Regions from separate parts of the Drosophila melanogaster genome. Here region 1 is linked to region 2. Evidence: chromatin contacts called from public HiChIP or PLAC-seq data. All regions are on one chromosome and are shown on one strand. The core of a region is the stretch at or near the end of the contact, and the rest is flanking DNA. Distances in the headings are between cores, read along the strand shown.

Evidence for each region. HiChIP or PLAC-seq counts read pairs in DNA pulled down with a chosen protein or histone mark.
Region 1: a contact with region 2 is called in a POLR2A S2P HiChIP or PLAC-seq map of the Kc167 cell line, with 5 times the contacts expected there. The contact joins the promoter of CG43102 here to the promoter of Pxt in region 2. A contact is called at or near these places in 54 of 107 Hi-C or Micro-C datasets (the Clone 8 cell line, the D17-c3 cell line, the Kc167 cell line and 17 more) and 4 of 6 datasets of contacts at active chromatin or transcription factors (the Kc167 cell line and the S2 cell line).

Annotation. Positions count from the first base shown.
Region 1 is chr3R:17,792,499-17,797,364 of dm6, forward strand. It overlaps CG43102, which reads right to left and starts at 1,992. Exons shown (of 17, transcript NM_142397.3): 1 at 1,685-1,992. It overlaps pasi1 (pasiflora 1), which reads left to right and starts at 2,577. Exons shown (of 5, transcript NM_142398.4): 1 at 2,577-2,639; 2 at 2,863-3,141; 3 at 3,203-3,302; 4 at 3,365-3,415; 5 at 3,497-3,819. The coding sequence starts at 2,867. The coding sequence ends at 3,580. CG7379 reads right to left here. Exons shown (of 3, transcript NM_142399.3): 2 at 4,436-4,866; 3 at 3,878-4,374. The coding sequence ends at 4,168.
Region 2 is chr3R:17,717,080-17,722,554 of dm6, forward strand. Pxt (Peroxinectin-like) reads left to right here and starts at 2,375. Exons shown (of 8, transcript NM_142391.5): 1 at 2,375-2,657; 2 at 2,952-3,739; 3 at 3,872-4,298; 4 at 4,427-4,754; 5 at 4,816-4,990; 6 at 5,053-5,211; 7 at 5,266-5,475. The coding sequence starts at 2,492. osa (osa,) reads right to left here and starts at 1,271. Exons shown (of 15, transcript NM_206506.2): 1 at 877-1,271.

The sequences.
Region 1 (4,866 bases), core at 742-3,241, 75 kb after region 2:
AATTATATAAAAATGTTTTCACTATCTAATCTTTGGAGGAAATTGATGATTATTATAACATTAAGGATTTGGATTGGATAATTTCGCTATTAGATTGATATTACATTTTAAAAGTAAATGAAATCGGCGTCTTCAATATGTTACCACCGATTTAAGTGTTTTCCTTTTAATTTCCTTTTTATGTGGAATGGGCAGGTAGAGGTAATAAATAAATCGTGAGTTTAGTGTAACAGATACGAATTACTCTTGCATCACTGCACCGATGATCGAATGCACAAGTGCCGGGGCTGGTCATCTTCAGCTCCTCCCCCTGCTCCTCCTCCGGCTCCTCCTCCTGCTCTTTATCCCACTGCATCCCAGTCTATCTGGCGGGGCATACGACCCCCCCCCCCTTCCCCTTCTCATACGCCATCTCTTTTCACAACTGAGGCTAAGCCCCAATTTGGATTATTTGTAGACATTAAATAAGCTGCGGCCACTGCAAATGCTGTTGGAATTAAGTCGCGCCAGAGTTAAAAATATCCGCGAGACGTCTCGGGATTGTCCCATTGCGAGGTTCCTAGATCGAGTTGTGCCGATAAAGGTGCAGCTGCAGATCGGCTTTGCTCGGAGGAGCTGAGGAGCAAGGAGCAGGCGAGGATAACGATGGGAGGAGGGTGGTTGAGGTGAGCTGAGGTACCAGGCAACAGAGACATCTTTACACAATTCAATTGAGTGGCGGACGGGGCATTTACATATGAGCGCACCAAGTGTCCTTTACCGTTATGGCCAGGTAACAATATAATATGAGAGACAGCAAAACAAACAACGAAACAAAGCCAACTACCAACTTCCAACTACCAACTGCTGCCCACACTAAACAAGTTAACATTAAGCGTCGGCAGCAGTCAGCAGTCAACACCGAACAATAACAATAACAATAGCAATAAAAATAAGAAACACGAGAGAGAATGGTCGAGGGGGGGGGGGGGGGGGAAGGGAAAACAAAACACGAAAAAGTATCTTCAAAATACACTTATGCTGTCTTTTTATGGCATATCTTTTACTTATTTGCCCGCACTTAAGTATCGCAGCTCTTTTCTTCAGATTTTTCCCCTTTTTATTTTCTGTTGTTTTTTTTTTTCTCAATTTGTATTTGTATTTTTATTTTCGTAAATGAAATCGAAATATGGGTCGTCGGCGCGCAGTCTGATTCCGATTCCGCTTTAATTTTTTTTCGAGCCTCCCCCCTCAAAAAAACCCCTTCGAAAATCAGAAAAATCAGAGATGAAAAAACTCCTGATCTCGAAACACACTTCCACTTCCAACAAGAGATGCGAGCAAAATTTCGAGAGCATTATTGGCACGAATTATTAACCTTTTCTTTTGCCATGCTTCATTTTTTGCTGGGATCCAAATTACTTTTTTTTGTGGATTTTTTTTTTCGGTGGTGCACTTTAAGCCCACATCTCTTTGGGGCGAGAAATTGGCCCAAACATTCATACAGCGTACGTATGTGCGGAATGAGCCACAATTCGGCACGAAAGATCGTTCCAATTGGAACATGAGACCGCGACGAGTGCACCTCCATGCATTCGCATTCGCACTCGTATTCATACTTATTCATACATAAGTCCAAAGAACTTTCACACAACTGGGTTAATGGCTAATCATCGAAAATGTAGGCGCCTTCTGATGTACCTACTTGGTATGGGAATGGGTTTGGGATCTGGTGGAGCTGACCTTGCCCACGCAGTGTGGGTACTGTGTTATGCCCTTCGATTCAACTCGATTCGATTCGATTCGGGTTTTCACCTTTCTACCGTTATGCGACGATCACTGGGAAGTTGCCACTGCGCCACTATGTGCGTTTGAATTCCGTGCGAATCGCGCGGTTAATCCCACTGATAACTGATTCACGTAGCGCGAGCGACTTGGGCCTTTTTCGGCTTCTGTTTTGGCGCTTTTATCCGCGGAGACCTCCGAACACGGCCAAATGTAATTGCCAAATGAAGATCACTCCAACAACCGGCCCTGTACTCTGCCGTGTGGTTGTTGTTGCTGCAGTCGCCAGTCGACACATGGTGAATATTCGAATTCAGATTCGGTCAGCTCAGCTGCTCAGTGCTGCACAGTGGGACCGATCGATGGTCAGATATTATTATTGTTTTTACAAGCTTGAAGAGTGTAAAACAAATTTTAAGCTAATTCACAATTTAAAAATTATATACCTAGTTATATATATCAATTAATATATTATATACCAATTATATAATAAATTAAACATTTGATAAATATATCTTAAAATACATTGCTGTACATTTGTTAGTTAATAGAATTATAGGAAACATAATAAATATTTTAATATACTGTACAGTGCTCATACTCGCGTTTCAGTTTATATTCGATAGTCATCGATTATTTAGTATCATACACTTTTTAATTTTATAATCATAATATTTATTAAAATATTCTCATACTTTAAATTTGCAAACATTCTATTTACTGAAAATGTCTTCAATTTATTAAACATATCATAACTTTTCGCGATATATTTAACTAAATAAATATCGATAATTCCCTTTTTTACGCACGCATGGCAACCCTATTGCTCAAGCCGTTGTTGTTTTTCTAATTAAGCGATTATTATTTAAAAAAAGGTACGCCCACGCCCTAGAAACCAAAACAATCTGGACATTTTAAAAGGATATATCCAAGGTTAACCTTTAGAAGTAGCTATCAATTGAAAAGCAGAAGAAAATCATACATTTCGACTGCGTTTTCATTGACCAAAATATTTGGGCGTTGACGCTGTCACGCAAGCCAAAGAAATTTGAGATCGGAGAAGTTTGTTCATTGGTGTCTCCCGGTGTTTTCCCACAGCAACATGGTAGTGCTGAGCTCCTGCTGGTCGCCCATAATTTGGTCGGATAATGTCCGGACGGGAAGCTATGCCGTGGCCGGCTATACGGCTGCGCTATCCGCCGTAATGATCACGCTGATTTCGTATATGCTAGCAGGCGGGGAGTCTGCGCAGCTCTATTCCCCGCTCTTTGAGACGGATATACGTTCGTCGATGCCCGTGGCAGGTGGCTTCTTTATCATCTACTTCCTGCTAATCATCCTGTCTTCCTATTTGGTCTACTACGGTATTAAGATCAGGTAAGACGAGCTCTGGCTTCCTATATGTACGGATATAGTCATGCTTGCATCTGTTTCTCAGCACTCGAGGATGGCTGCTACCCTGGCTGGGTCTAATTGGACTAGCCATTCTCTTCCAGTTTAGCTGGAGCCTTTGGCTTATTGGAGGCTACTATATTTATGTGAGTAGCGATTATCTTTTCCATTAACTAAAGCTAATGAATTCGTGTTACTCTACCGCCAGCTGGAGCAAACCTTCTCGGCCCTTTTGAACTTCGTTTGGGTAGCCTACAATGTAAGTGTTTGAAATTCAAGGGACAGCAACACCAACTCCTGTATCATTATGTTTATAAACCCATTTTACTCATCCACTTAGATCTATTGCTGGCTGGTGGTCTTCTCGCAGTACCAGATATTCCTGGAGATCCAGAATCCGAACATTGAGCTGCTCATGCCATGATGGAAGAACCTCCATACAGAAGCTCGAATAATCTATTAGAATACTTTTTGACTTGACACGCAACAAGAACTCCGTCCATGCGCATTTTTTACAATAAGAATTCCATACAATTCCACAGATGCCTACCAAATAGTTTTATATAAATTTATATATTTTACACACATTTATACACGATCAATTATACTTATGTGTAATTCGAATGCCTTAGTCTTCTAAACGACAATTAAACAAATAGATTCGTAAAACTACTGCTACTGGATACGGGCTCCTTGGGGCCAAGAAATTATTGTGGGTTTTGAATATCAACGTTTATTACCATAAATTAAGTTTAGGTGTACTCTAATTATACGAGTTTTTGTGTGTTTACATTGAGAAAGATATTGTTTGTACAGAAACTTTAAATGAAAACTGACGACCTATAACCATAGAAGCGAGGGATCTAAACTGGGTGAAAGAGGGGAAAGTCGAAAAGGGATCGGGTCTAAGAAAGTCACTAAATATACATTAAGGTAAATCTTAGGATCGAATATTTTACAGAGCCTGGTGTTAGACACAGAGCAATGGGTTGGATAGGCTGGCCTAATAGACTAGGTCTTCTCCTCCTTTTCCTTGTTGTAGCGCTCCAGTTCTTTGAGGAACTGCGCCTTGGGTTTCATTACATTTGGCCGTTCTCCGCGGCAGTTGGGGCAGAACCACTTGCCTTTTGGTTTTAGTACCAGGGAGACGCACGAAAAATGGAACCACTCGATGGGGCACAGGTCATTGTCGCACAGGATCATCTCGCCAAAGGAGATCTGCAATAGAAAACGTGATTAGTGGCGAAGCTTTTCGATAGGAAAAGCACTGCGAACTCACCTGATTGCAGACACAGTAGGTCGGCTCGTCCGGATCAATGGTCTCCGGCGGCGGCGTCTCCTCTCGCGTACTGGCATTGGCATTTGAAGCCCCAGAACCGCGTACCTTGCGCTTTTTCTTCTTGCCGGAATTATTGCCACCAACTACGCCGGCTCCGCTGGCACCACCACCTCCGGCTGCTCCACTGCTCGTGGCTGCAGAGCCGCTAGCCAAACTGCCAGAAGCCGACTGCAGACTGGCCTTTCGTCCCTGTCCCGCTCCACTGGCACCGCCCAACGAGGATTTGCGCTCGCCACTGCCACCACCACTGCCACTGGCTTCATTTGCCGAGTTGGACTCGTTGCCGCCCATCTCCAGAGAGCTTCCGTTGTTAACAACACTCTCGTTTCGCCTCCTCGACCGCTTGCTACCTGTGCGCTGCAGTTCTCCGC
Region 2 (5,475 bases), core at 1,125-3,624:
GTCCGCTACTAACACACGCACACACATGCTCACTCGAACAGGCAGCACCAATACCACAACAATTTATTTTCCGCCGCGTACGGTGGGCAAATCGTAGTGCGTTGACAACCCTGCCGCAACCGCTCTCGCAGTTTGAGCGCATCCACTCTCGTTGGCGCTCTCGCTCTCTCTTTTCACATTTGGCGGCTATACACGCACACGCCGTATCCCTTTCCGTCTCACTTGCACTTGCTCGCCATCCAGGCTGAAGGCATATGGCGCTCTCGCTCGCTCGCTCACTCTCTCCCTTGCTCGCTTTATTAGTTTCTGTGTGAAACGAATGAAACGGGCAGCACAGTAATGATTTTTTCGTAATTATTTTCTATGCCGATTTTTCGCGTTTACACAGCACTGGAATGGAATGGACGAGGGGGCATCATCTCACAATTGTTTAACTTATTTTCTTTTCGTGAGTGGGAGAGAGAGGGGGGCTAACGCTTAAGATTTATAAATAATTGCCGCGCCTGCTTGGCCGCGTTTGTTGCGCGTTCACTTTTGGCCGCTGCCGTTGTCTTGAGAGGCTCTCTTTTTTTGTTCGGCTGCTTGCGTTTTCCTGCGGTTTTTCGCCAAGTGTTTATGAAGATGATGATGATGCAAGGATTCGACATCCAATCATTTGCATATGTATACACACACGCACTCACTCGCACACACACTCACACAGCCTCCAAAGTGCATCGTCGAGAGGAGAGAAACTGAATTTTTCACTCGCCCTCGGGCGAAAGTCCGGCGGCAGATTTGTTGTTGGGCCAAGAAGACTCAATATATATTTTGCGGGGCGCTTTGGTTTTTGGGGCTTTTCTTAACCAGAAATCTACATACACGCACACCACTTACACATAGAAGAATATTCACGCATTGACGACCGTCCACAGACTGGCTATATATACTAAAAACGAACTCGCGTGAGAAGACAGGGACAGGGCAGCAAACTCGGTATACGAACGGAACGAAATGAAACGATTCAAGTAGTAGTGTATGCAAGTCTTGTCTGTCTGCGCCTGGCGTTCTTTTCTCTTCTTTTTTTCGATGGTTTTTCGCCAGGCTGGGCGCTGCCAAAACGCTGATACGGCGGCCACAATCACACGCGGCTAATCGCCAGTTGGGCCCTGCACAGGCTGCACATACTTTTCACTATTAATGCGCTGTATTTCACTTATTTTTCGAACAAATTCGCAGCATGACGAAGAAGCGAGCCTGTACAAGATTAGAGCGGGTAGCACGCACGATAGTATCGATACGTACGAGTATTTGGCACTGCGATACATTATCGGTGCTCGTTTCGATAGCCCCCGATAGCTCTAGCACGAAATTTTATCGCTTTATCCATATTTTATACTATTTTTATTTATTGGACTTCAATGAATATTTATTTTACGTTCTGGTTCGCTTTTTAAATATATATGGTAATCAATAGCTGGCGAATTAGCGATATTTGAGTGTGACGCAAAAATGAGTTGGCATCGATATCGATTTCTCGCTACTCTGGGACGCCATCTTTATTGCGGTATTTTAAACGGAAACTTAACTCAAATTAAACGGCGTGCTAAAATTTTCCATTTTTTTCGAATAAAAGCACGTAAAAGTTTGTGAAGATGTAAAAGTTATAAAAACTAGAAAGCCTTATTCGTGGCCAGCGCTTTCGTTTTAGAAATACGTCAATTTAAAGTTTTTAAGGTAAATTGCAAAATTGCAATAATTGCAATAATATAATAATAATAAAATTTTGGTAAGTTATAAGAGAGTAAATACAATTTTGAAAGTTTATACCCCCGTTAACAAACCACTTGAATTTAGAGTGGCAGAACTATGCAACTACAGCGAGTTTAAACATCGATATATTCGTGATTTTTGGTTTGCTTATTATCGATTCCATACAAAACTACCGGCATAAGCAATTTTAAAATAGACGTAAACAACATCAACGTAATTAATCCACAAAAACAAATTCTTTTATTAATTTTAATTGATGCAATACATTTTAATTTTTGTGAAACTCTAAATATCAATAGTCGCCCTATGCATTGATCATTGTCACAAACATTGTTAAAATTTATTAAATTTATTTTGGTAGAACACTAGGTTTTCGATTTACTGGCTTCCGGATTTTTACTCATAGGTTTTAAAAATATTTTTTGCCAAGGATATCAACTAAAAAAATATTTGTTTATTTTTTTATAATATTAATGAAATTCTATATTGAACATTTTTATTTTTTGAACTGCTTGCACAATTTGCTAATAAGAGAAGTTGCGCTTAACAGTAAAATGTTACTGACATTAACAGCACACGTACGAGAATTACAGTACACTGCTTTCGACTTGCTGTGATATCGAGCATTCCTGGTATCGAGTGCAAAATGGCGGCATTTTAAGTTCAATTTAACACGATTAGGTTGAGCTTGTCGATTCTTTTTTAAGTATAAGCCAACAAATGTTTCATTAAACGCATAATGAGTCGCATTTTATTTATTTTGTTGCTACTTATTGTGACGCAACTGAGCGAGTTGCAGGCGGCAGCATTTTCTGTGCGCCAAAATCGTTTTGATGAAGTTCCTGATTTGCAGACTCCTGCACCTCTGGCCACTTCCACTGAATCTTCTAAGAAACCCGAAAAAGGTTGGTTACATATGTACGTTTAGTGATATAAATTGAATATCTCGGCAATTTCAAAATGGCGTAAAGGGTGAAAGTGTTCTTGTCCGCTCTCTGTGAATATAAGTTACGGTTAATCGCTCTACACTGAAAACAACTGCATAAAAAACTTTCATATTTACATAATTAACAAAATCAAATTTTTGTAAAATTAAATACAATATAATATAAAAGTATAATTGTTTCTTCAATTTTAAAATTATATTTTTATGGTTATTTTTATTTCGTAAATTGTACAAATTTGGTCTTTCTGTGTAGCTACCAGTGGTCTGCTGAAAAAATGCCTTCCCTGCAGCGATGGTATAAGATGCGTGCCCCAAATCCAGTGTCCCGCCCACGTTCGCATGGAAAGCCATGAAAAGCCCCAAATTTGCGATCTCCCGGCTGGAAAATTCGGCTACTGCTGCGAGACTGGACAGAATCACACTGCTCCCAAGCCGGAGACCTCTCCCAAGGAGCGTCGATCCGGATTTCCCACCATTCTGTCACCCGCAGTTTTGGATGAGGCGCGTCGCAATTTCGAGCACTTGATGCATGGAGTTGCGCAGATTCCGGTGCGCCGTGGCTTTCCCGATTTTGCCCATGGCCTGGTTTTCCACTCGACGGCCAAGGATGACCTTCACAACTTCGCCATATCGAACAGTGCCATTGAACAAGTGATGACCACCCAGTTGTTTGGGAAGAAGGAGCAGGTGCCCGTAGAAGATTTCATCACCAACAATGTGCCCATCAAGTTCACTGAGACTCCGCTGGCACACCATTGCCAACCGCCCCCAGTTTGCGGCAATATTCGGTCTGTTTATCGCAGCATGGACGGCACTTGCAATAATCCAGAACCACAGAGATCTCTGTGGGGTGCTGCTGGTCAACCGATGGAGCGCATGCTGCCCCCCGCCTATGAAGATGGTATCTGGACACCGCGTGCTCACTCTTCTGACGGCACTCCGCTGTTGGGCGCCCGTAAAATCTCACGAACTCTGCTCTCGGACGTTGATCGTCCTCATCCTAAGTACAATCTTATGGTGATGCAGTTTGGACAAGTCTTGGTAAGTAATCAAGTAAAAGCCACCTATTAGTGAAAGCTTAATAAAGAAATCACATGGATCTATACATATGGGTGGGGGGCCAATAAACTAGTTCTTTGGTTAATAAATAAAGTTAATATATTCATTTTCCAGGCTCATGACATTTCACAAACTTCTTCAATCCGGCTCGAGGATGGCAGCCTGGTGCAATGCTGTTCCCCCGAAGGAAAAGTAGCTCTCAGTCCTCAGCAAAGCCATTTTGCCTGCATGCCGATCCACGTTGAGCCGGATGATGAGTTCTTTTCAGCTTTTGGAGTGCGTTGTTTGAACTTTGTTAGATTGTCTTTGGTGCCTAGTCCCGACTGCCAACTCAGTTACGGCAAACAGCTGACCAAGGTGACACACTTTGTGGACGCCTCGCCGGTCTATGGATCGAGTGATGAAGCATCTCGTAGTTTAAGAGCCTTCCGCGGGGGCCGATTGCGAATGATGAATGATTTTGGTCGTGATCTGCTGCCCTTGACAAACGACAAGAAGGCATGTCCCAGTGAGGAAGCCGGAAAGTCCTGTTTCCATTCGGGTAAATCACTATTAAGCAATGTGTTTCTTATTATTAATTCTTTAATAACATATTTAACACGATTAGGTGTTATTCACTGCTCTTACTTCCATTATTGCTGATGCGGTTCTTTTTCCTTCTACATTTAGGAGATGGCCGAACAAACCAGATCATATCCCTGATCACCCTTCAAATTCTGCTTGCCCGAGAGCACAACCGTGTAGCCGGTGCACTACACGAACTAAATCCGTCAGCCAGCGATGAAACGCTTTTCCAGGAAGCTCGACGCATCGTCATTGCCGAGATGCAGCATATCACCTACAACGAGTTCTTGCCCATTATAATAGGACCACAACAGATGAAGCGCTTCCGTTTGGTGCCGCTTCACCAGGGCTATTCCCATGACTACAATGTTAATGTGAATCCAGCTATCACAAACGAATTCTCGGGCGCTGCCTATCGCATGGGCCATTCCAGGTAAGAAATATTTGATTACTGCAAACGAAAATATAATTTTAATTTATATGTCCGATTTAAGTGTTGATGGTAAGTTCCAAATCCGCCAGGAACATGGTCGCATCGATGAAGTGGTCAATATACCAGATGTGATGTTCAATCCTTCACGGATGCGCAAGCGCGAGTTTTACGACGACATGCTGCGCACTCTATACAGCCAACCCATGCAGCAGGTGGACAGCTCAATCAGCCAGGGAGTAGGGATTAACCTTAATTAACTAAATTCACGTGGTTTGCTAATCGCTTCAACCTTGAGCAGCTCAGTCGCTTTCTGTTTCGCGGGGACAATCCGTTTGGCCTGGATCTAGCTGCCATTAACATTCAGCGAGGACGCGACCAGGGTCTGCGTAGCTACAACGATTACTTGGAATTGATGGGTGCACCCAAACTGCATAGCTTTGAGCAGTTCCCAATTGAAGTGAGTACTTGGGCAATAGCTCTCGACTGTAGTCAACTAATTCTTATGTAATAGATTGCCCAGAAGCTGTCGCGCGTTTACCGTACACCCGATGACATTGACCTCTGGGTGGGTGGCCTTCTGGAGAAGGCAGTCGAGGGTGGTGTAGTGGGAGTGACCTTTGCTGAGATCATAGCCGATCAGTTTGCACGCTTCAAGCAGGGCGATCGCTACTACTATGAGTACGACAATGGTATCAATCCTGGCGCATTCAACCCTCTGCAG